Linked DNA regions of Triticum aestivum: region 1 is linked to region 2. A link is a contact called in public Hi-C data. All regions are on one chromosome and are shown on one strand. The core of a region is the stretch at or near the end of the contact, and the rest is flanking DNA. Distances in the headings are between cores, read along the strand shown.

Region 1 (3,146 bases), core at 507-3,006, 190 kb before region 2:
TAAAAAAGGATAATACAGTTCTGAGCTAGCTGCCCCACACCATGTGTGGTTGGTTTTAAATCAACAGCCGTGCACGCAAGAACGGCCCAGCTAGCACCACTGGAGGGGAGTCCGACCACCTATCAAACCTATATATAGCGCTTGTTGTCGAGCCCACGCTATTCCTATTGTTTTACGTGTAGCGCGTGTTGCCACTCCCGCTTCTGCAATTTAGCAGTAGTGCTGTATATTAACCCTCACTACCATTAATTTTTCACCTATTAGTTATTTTTTTAATAGTGAACAGGCATTAAGACGGCCCAACTACTGAAACAACCGGGTCACAAAATCGACTGAAAACACAACAAACGTCAGCCAAATACGATCACAAAAGGGGCACGAGCATGGATCACAAAGCAACACTAATGAATGGTATAAGATTTGACTGAGAGTAATTTCATTTTCTGGTACATGAACAATAACTAACGCGCAGAAGATACGTCGTGATTTAGAGTGTTTCTAACTAATTTATCGCAAACAATATATGGTATGAATATCCTATCCTCTTTAATAATAATTTTTACTGGTAAAACCAAGATAAAATAAACATATCAGAAAAATAAGATATTTTTCTAAGAAAAATAATGCAGAAATGAAAAGTTTGGACTAAAATATCGGAAATGTTAACGCCTACACGTGTGGGCGTTTGCACATCGCCCACACGCCTCCATCACCACTCATTTTGCCACGTATGAATAGATGACATCAGCAGAATTTTTTTGGGTTTTCGGCTTAAAAATGTTGTATCTCCTAAATAAAAAAGCGAACTAAAAATTCGTTTTCATCATTAAATCCGTCTCGACGAGATCTTCAAAACCAGACTCCATGTTGATATGTTTCGACGAAATTTTTTTTGCCAGAAGTTGCCACGATGTTTACACTGCAGTTGCCATAGGGCTTAAACTAAAGTTGCCATGTGGCAATTTTAGTTTGTAGATCATGGCAATTTTAGTATTTTAATGATGGCAACTCCAGTATTTTGACCATGAAAATTATTTTTTGTATGAACCATGGCAATTTTACGTGCATGTATCATGGCAATTTTAGTTTATGATTCATGGCAAGTCTAGTTTCTTAATCCCCCGTTTTATAAATGTCAAAATTTACTTTTAAATGTAGAAGAAAATAGCTGAAACATATCATGGCAACTTCAGTGTAAACATCATGGCAATTCATATGCAATAGACATGGCAACTTTTAATCCAAAAAAAATTTCATCAAAACATATCAACATGGGATCTAGTTTCGAAAATCTCATCGCGAGGGATTTAATGGTGAAAATGGATTTTCAATCGGATTTTTCGTTTAAGAGATAAAACATTTTAAAAACTGAAAATTAAAAAAGATTCCTGCATGCAATCACGTCATCTGTTTACATTAGAGACGTGTGATGCGTCTTCCTAGCGCGATCCTAAAATGGCCCAGCTAGCACCACTGGAGGGGAGTCCGGTTCTGTGCCAGCTGCCCCACACTGGGTGTGCTTGGTTTGATTTAAACGGCCGGCCGCGCTCACCCGGCCCAGCTAGCTCCACTGCATGCTCTCGCCATTTGAGCTCGGCGAGACAGGGCGCAGTCCGTTGTTATTTATTCTGGGTTTGGGCGTTGAAAATTAGCGAGGTGGGACTAAATTTGTCTTTTTAGGGAAAGATGGGACTAAAAAGTCGTCCTCTTATCTCAGCCGCAGCTTCGGTGTAGATGGGCCGAGCCCGTCTCTTTCGCCACCTTGTCCAGCCCGTACAGTCAATCTCGTACCCTTAAAACATAAAATCAATCCCGCCCGTATCGGCAAAAATAGGGAAATCGCGTTCGCCGCGAGGTGGTCGCCACGCTGCACGGCGGGACCTTCCCCCGGAGCCAAGCTCTGCATCTAGTTTGGCTCGCCGCCAGAGAAGATTCGTTTGGTGATGCAATGGGTGCATCCTCAAACGGCCACCTCCAAAGGCATCGACCAGCTCTGGAGACGCACGCAGATCGTGAGCGGCGCCGATGCGCCGGCCGGCCAAGTCCGTCATTGCCGTACTGAAGGCGCCTCTGGTGGGTTCCCGGCCGACGCCGAGAAATCAGAAGAACCTTAACTTATTATTCCAGCAACTGTCGGGGACAGTCGACCTCAACCCCACGGTGCAGATCGCCGGCAACTTTTCTATCTGTTCGCCCCAGCATCACTCGCGTACTCTCGGGCAGGACGTACTCCAGGCTCCAGCTAGCTACGGTTACGGAAGGTACACATGGATCCCCGCAGGGAGAAGAAGATGGCGCGAAAGTTGGCCCGGCGAGGTGGACCAACGGGAGGAGGCCGCGAGGAGGATAGCACGTAGCCATCGACCGGTGAAAACGAAAACGACCCATGGCCCGGCATCCTCCTCTTTTTACCAGCGGTCATCGATAATCGAGACAGGTGGTTGTCATTTTACCACTCCATCGATCGATCCTCATCGTGCCGCGCCATGTCTATCGATCATGGCAACAGATGTCGGAGTGCAGCGCCGAGAGGATCACTTGTTGCTCTTCCCAACCGAGCTGCTAGCTGATGATTGAGTTGAGGAGTATATATCTAGTTTCTTGCTACCCACGTAAGGAAGCACGTACCTGTGTGGATCGCAAGCATCTGGTAAGAAAAGCGGAACGAGCTGACAGCTATCTAACACAAGTCGCAAATAATACTCCTGTCAATTATCGGCCGGAGCTGCTTTTCCCCAAGAACCAAATTATCCGAGCTGCTTTACACGTGCCTCCGTGCCTGGCTGCATGCACCTAGACTCATAATAATTGGCACTTTGTAATAACTAGAAGAACGCCCGTGCGTTGCAACGGGGCAACATTAACTTTAAGAGTTCAATATTAATATTTTCATACATATCAAGTGACATTGGCGATCTTTTTTACCATCATATCCTCACACACACTCTCTCCCTCCCTCTTCCTCACTCTCTCTCCCCCTCTCCCTCCCTCTCTCTCTAACACACATACACATATATCCATTTTATTGGGTACGGGACCATGATTCATCTATTTCACACACACACACACGCTAGAGCATAACAATATGGATTATGTGATATTTGCCACAGCTCCAAGAATATGCGAGAGGGGGTGGCCAGGGTCGG
Region 2 (3,234 bases), core at 293-2,792:
TGTACCAGATTCAGTTAAGTTAATGTACCAGATTCAGTTAATGAAGAGTTACTATGAACCCTAGAACTATGACCAATAGTTATGAACCCTAGAACTATGAACAGTAACTATGAACCCTAGAACATGAACAGTGCCTAAGAACCCTAGAACATGAACAGTTCTAAGAACCCTAGTACATGAATTGGAATGCTGCAAAGCTACAACTTCATACTTATTTCAGTGGCACAGGCAATGAACCTCCTCCCAGTGCTTATCCCCTCAAATGCAACACATTTTCTCCCTGGATTCCCATGCACGCACATCACCATCAAGTCATCAGCAACACCCTCGAACAACTGGTCAGCAATTGTAGTTGGGTTCTGGGCAATCCAACATAAACTTGTTCAAATCGAGCAGAACTAGTAGAACCCTAGAGCACAAATGAGCGGCAGCGAGACAAACAGAGAACCAGAGAAGGAACTGGCCTTGAGAGGGGAGTCGGAGAAGGAGATGTACTGCGCGGCGGATCCCTCAGTGCTCTCGCTATCGCTCCAAGACACCATGGCGGCCGGCGGCGGCCGGAGAGGAGAGGAGCAAGAGGGAGCGAACGAGCGTGAGAGAAGAGAGAGCGAGCGGGATCTACTTAGGGCGCAGTTGGTCTATCCGATGTGAGCCGGCCGCGTTGTCTTAAGCGAACGGCGCCGTTAGCGCCTCTGTTACGCCATGTCGTCGATTTTGGGCCTCACATGTCGGAAACGCCCTCAAACACTACAAATCACCTGTTCAGTGCTATCTGCAAACGGTTAACTGAATCCGCGGTGAATTTTGCAAAAAATCAGTGATCTGGTAGTTTTCCCCAGATGAAGTCTTAAATATGGCGAAAGTACCATTCTACACCCAGGAGGTTTTCTGCTTTTCACTCGAGTGTGCGTGTGCGTTTGTGCGTGCTTCTGGTTGGTGCCGAGAAGCGACGCGTACCGGTGGCGACACAACACGCCACGACGTACGTACTACGCGTACGCTAGCAACTACTCCAGCATGTATCTCTTGTCTCCCTCGCTTTTTGCTTTTTGTCTTCGAGCAAGCACCTTGGTGTTCATGGCAGACACAGACGTATACGTGGGTATTCTAGGTTGGGATGCTTGCTAGGTGCGGATACGGAAGCTACACACGATCGTCCCGACCGGCAGGGAGAAGAAGATGCCCGTCTTAGGAGCCGTGTTCCCGCGCCCGGCGAGCTAGCTGGACCAACGGGAAGGCGCCGTGAGGAGGATAACACGTAGCCATCCACCGGTGACACGAAAACGACCCATGTCCCGGCCGGGGTGCGATACAAATTATCTCCTGTCGATAGTGTCGAGCTTGTCGTTTGACTACTCCATCCGTCGATCCATCCTCACCGGATCGGTCTTTGGTCGCCGCGCGCGAGCCATGTCTACCAACGGATATTTTTAGAAGATCATCACTTACCAGCGGATTTCCCTCGCCGATGGACCCGAGCTGCTAGGTGATGATTGGATGCTCTCTAGCTTAGCTTCTTGCTACACACGTAAGGAACCACGCACGTACGTGTGTGGACCGCAGGTGTTTGATAGGGAAATCGGTACGAGGTGACAGCTACGGAACATACACGAGTCACGAGTGAAGTGATCCATCTGTTCCGGTTCCGGCCGGGACGATCAATCACATCTCAGTAGCAAACAGAATACTCCTCTGGTGCTAGCTGCACAACGGCCGGCTGGCAGCGTGTCGTCCGGGCTAGCGACTCTTCCACGTAGAAGGGGCGATGCAAGAAAATTACGTCTGGCAGTGAACAAACTCAGGAACCTGTGTCTAGACGCTGAGAATGCTCTCAAGTCTCGACTAGACACCTATTTTTTTTTCTTTTTGAGAAACACCAACTCCCCTATCAAACGCACACACACCATCATCACACGCACTCACTGCTTCAGAAGAGCGCAAGTTATGAAGCTTTAAAGTTAATGAAGTTATACATGCGTCTCGCTATCATGGGAAACATCACTACCCATGGAAAGAATATTTGACGTTTTATAGAGAGACGCGTAGGCTTTCATGCTTGGTGTGGTCTCGGGTGAACCGGGAATCCAACCACTCTCCTAGATTCCTACCAATCTAACCAACAAAGTATCGAACAACAAAGTATGCGCTGACAAGTCTTGAACTATGGTAGAGGCAACGGCTTGGTGAAGATGTCTGCAAGTTGATCCTTGGAAGAGATGAACCTGATCTGTAGTTGCTTCTGAGACACATGTTCACGCACAAAGTGATAGTCAACTTCAATGTGTTTCGTTCGGGCATGGAATACCGGATTCGCAGAGAGGTGTGTAGCACCGATGTTATCACACCAAAGAACAGGAGACTGTGATTGGGATATACGCAATTCCCGAAGCAAAGACTGTACCCAGATAATCTCCACAGTAGCATTGGCCACAGCCTTATACTTAGCTTTGGTACTGCTACGTGAGACAGTAGCCTGTTTTCAAGCACTCCAGGCGATCAGATTAGAGCCAAAGAACACCGCATAGCCCCCCGTAGATCGCCTGTCATCTGGATTGCCAGCCCAATCCGCATCAGAATATGCCGAGAGACAACCCGAGGAGGTCGGACGAACATGCAAGCCATGAGACACCGTGAAGCGAATGTAGCGCAAGATGCGCTTAACAGCAGACCAATGAGTGTCACGGGGTGACTGCAGATACTGGCAAACTCGGTTGATAGCAAAAGAAATGTCCGGCCGTGTGATCGTCAAGTACTGAAGACCACCAACAATACTTCGATACTCCGTCGCATCAGCAGAAGACAGAAGCTCACCATCAACAGCAGTAATCCTGTCAGTGATAGACATCGGTGTAGTTGTTGGTTTGCACTTAAGCATCCCAGCCCGCTGCAACAAATCCAAGGAGTACTTCTTCTATGTCATAACAAGACCATCCCCCCGGAAAGTAACCTCCACACCAAAAAAGTAGTGAAGCCTCCCAAGGTCCTTGACCGCAAAATCGGCACCAAGAGAGCGAACAAGAGCAGTAGCAGCCAACTGAGAGGAGCTGACGAGAATAATATCATCCACATAAACCAACAAGTACATAGTAACCTCAGGCTTCTGTTGAAGAAATAGTGAGGAGTCGGTAGTTGACGATGGAAAACCATGAGCACGAAGGGCCATGGCAAGACGGGCATGCCATGCATGAGGAGCTTGCTTCAAACCATGAAGTGCCTTGGACAGACGACAGAGAT

Evidence for each region. A called contact is a pair of places that touch in the nucleus more often than the background predicts.
Region 1: a contact with region 2 is called in a Hi-C map of leaf, with 6 times the contacts expected there. The contact joins two enhancer-like sites. A contact is called at or near these places in 2 of 5 Hi-C or Micro-C datasets (both in leaf).

The regions. Positions count from the first base shown.
Region 1 is chr1B:613,314,276-613,317,421 of IWGSC CS RefSeq v2.1, reverse strand. No RefSeq gene overlaps it. Among protein-coding and RNA genes, the nearest start is that of LOC123097144, 120 kb to the left of the region's middle. Within about 2 kb of position 1,756, at least 1 of the 8 cell types and tissues checked has an H3K27ac peak or open chromatin away from gene starts, as enhancers often do. A contact at or near this core is called in leaf, where this site is marked.
Region 2 is chr1B:613,119,514-613,122,747 of IWGSC CS RefSeq v2.1, reverse strand. No RefSeq gene overlaps it. Among protein-coding and RNA genes, the nearest start is that of LOC123097137, 7.1 kb to the right of the region's middle. Within about 2 kb of position 1,542, at least 2 of the 8 cell types and tissues checked have an H3K27ac peak or open chromatin away from gene starts, as enhancers often do. A contact at or near this core is called in leaf, where this site is marked.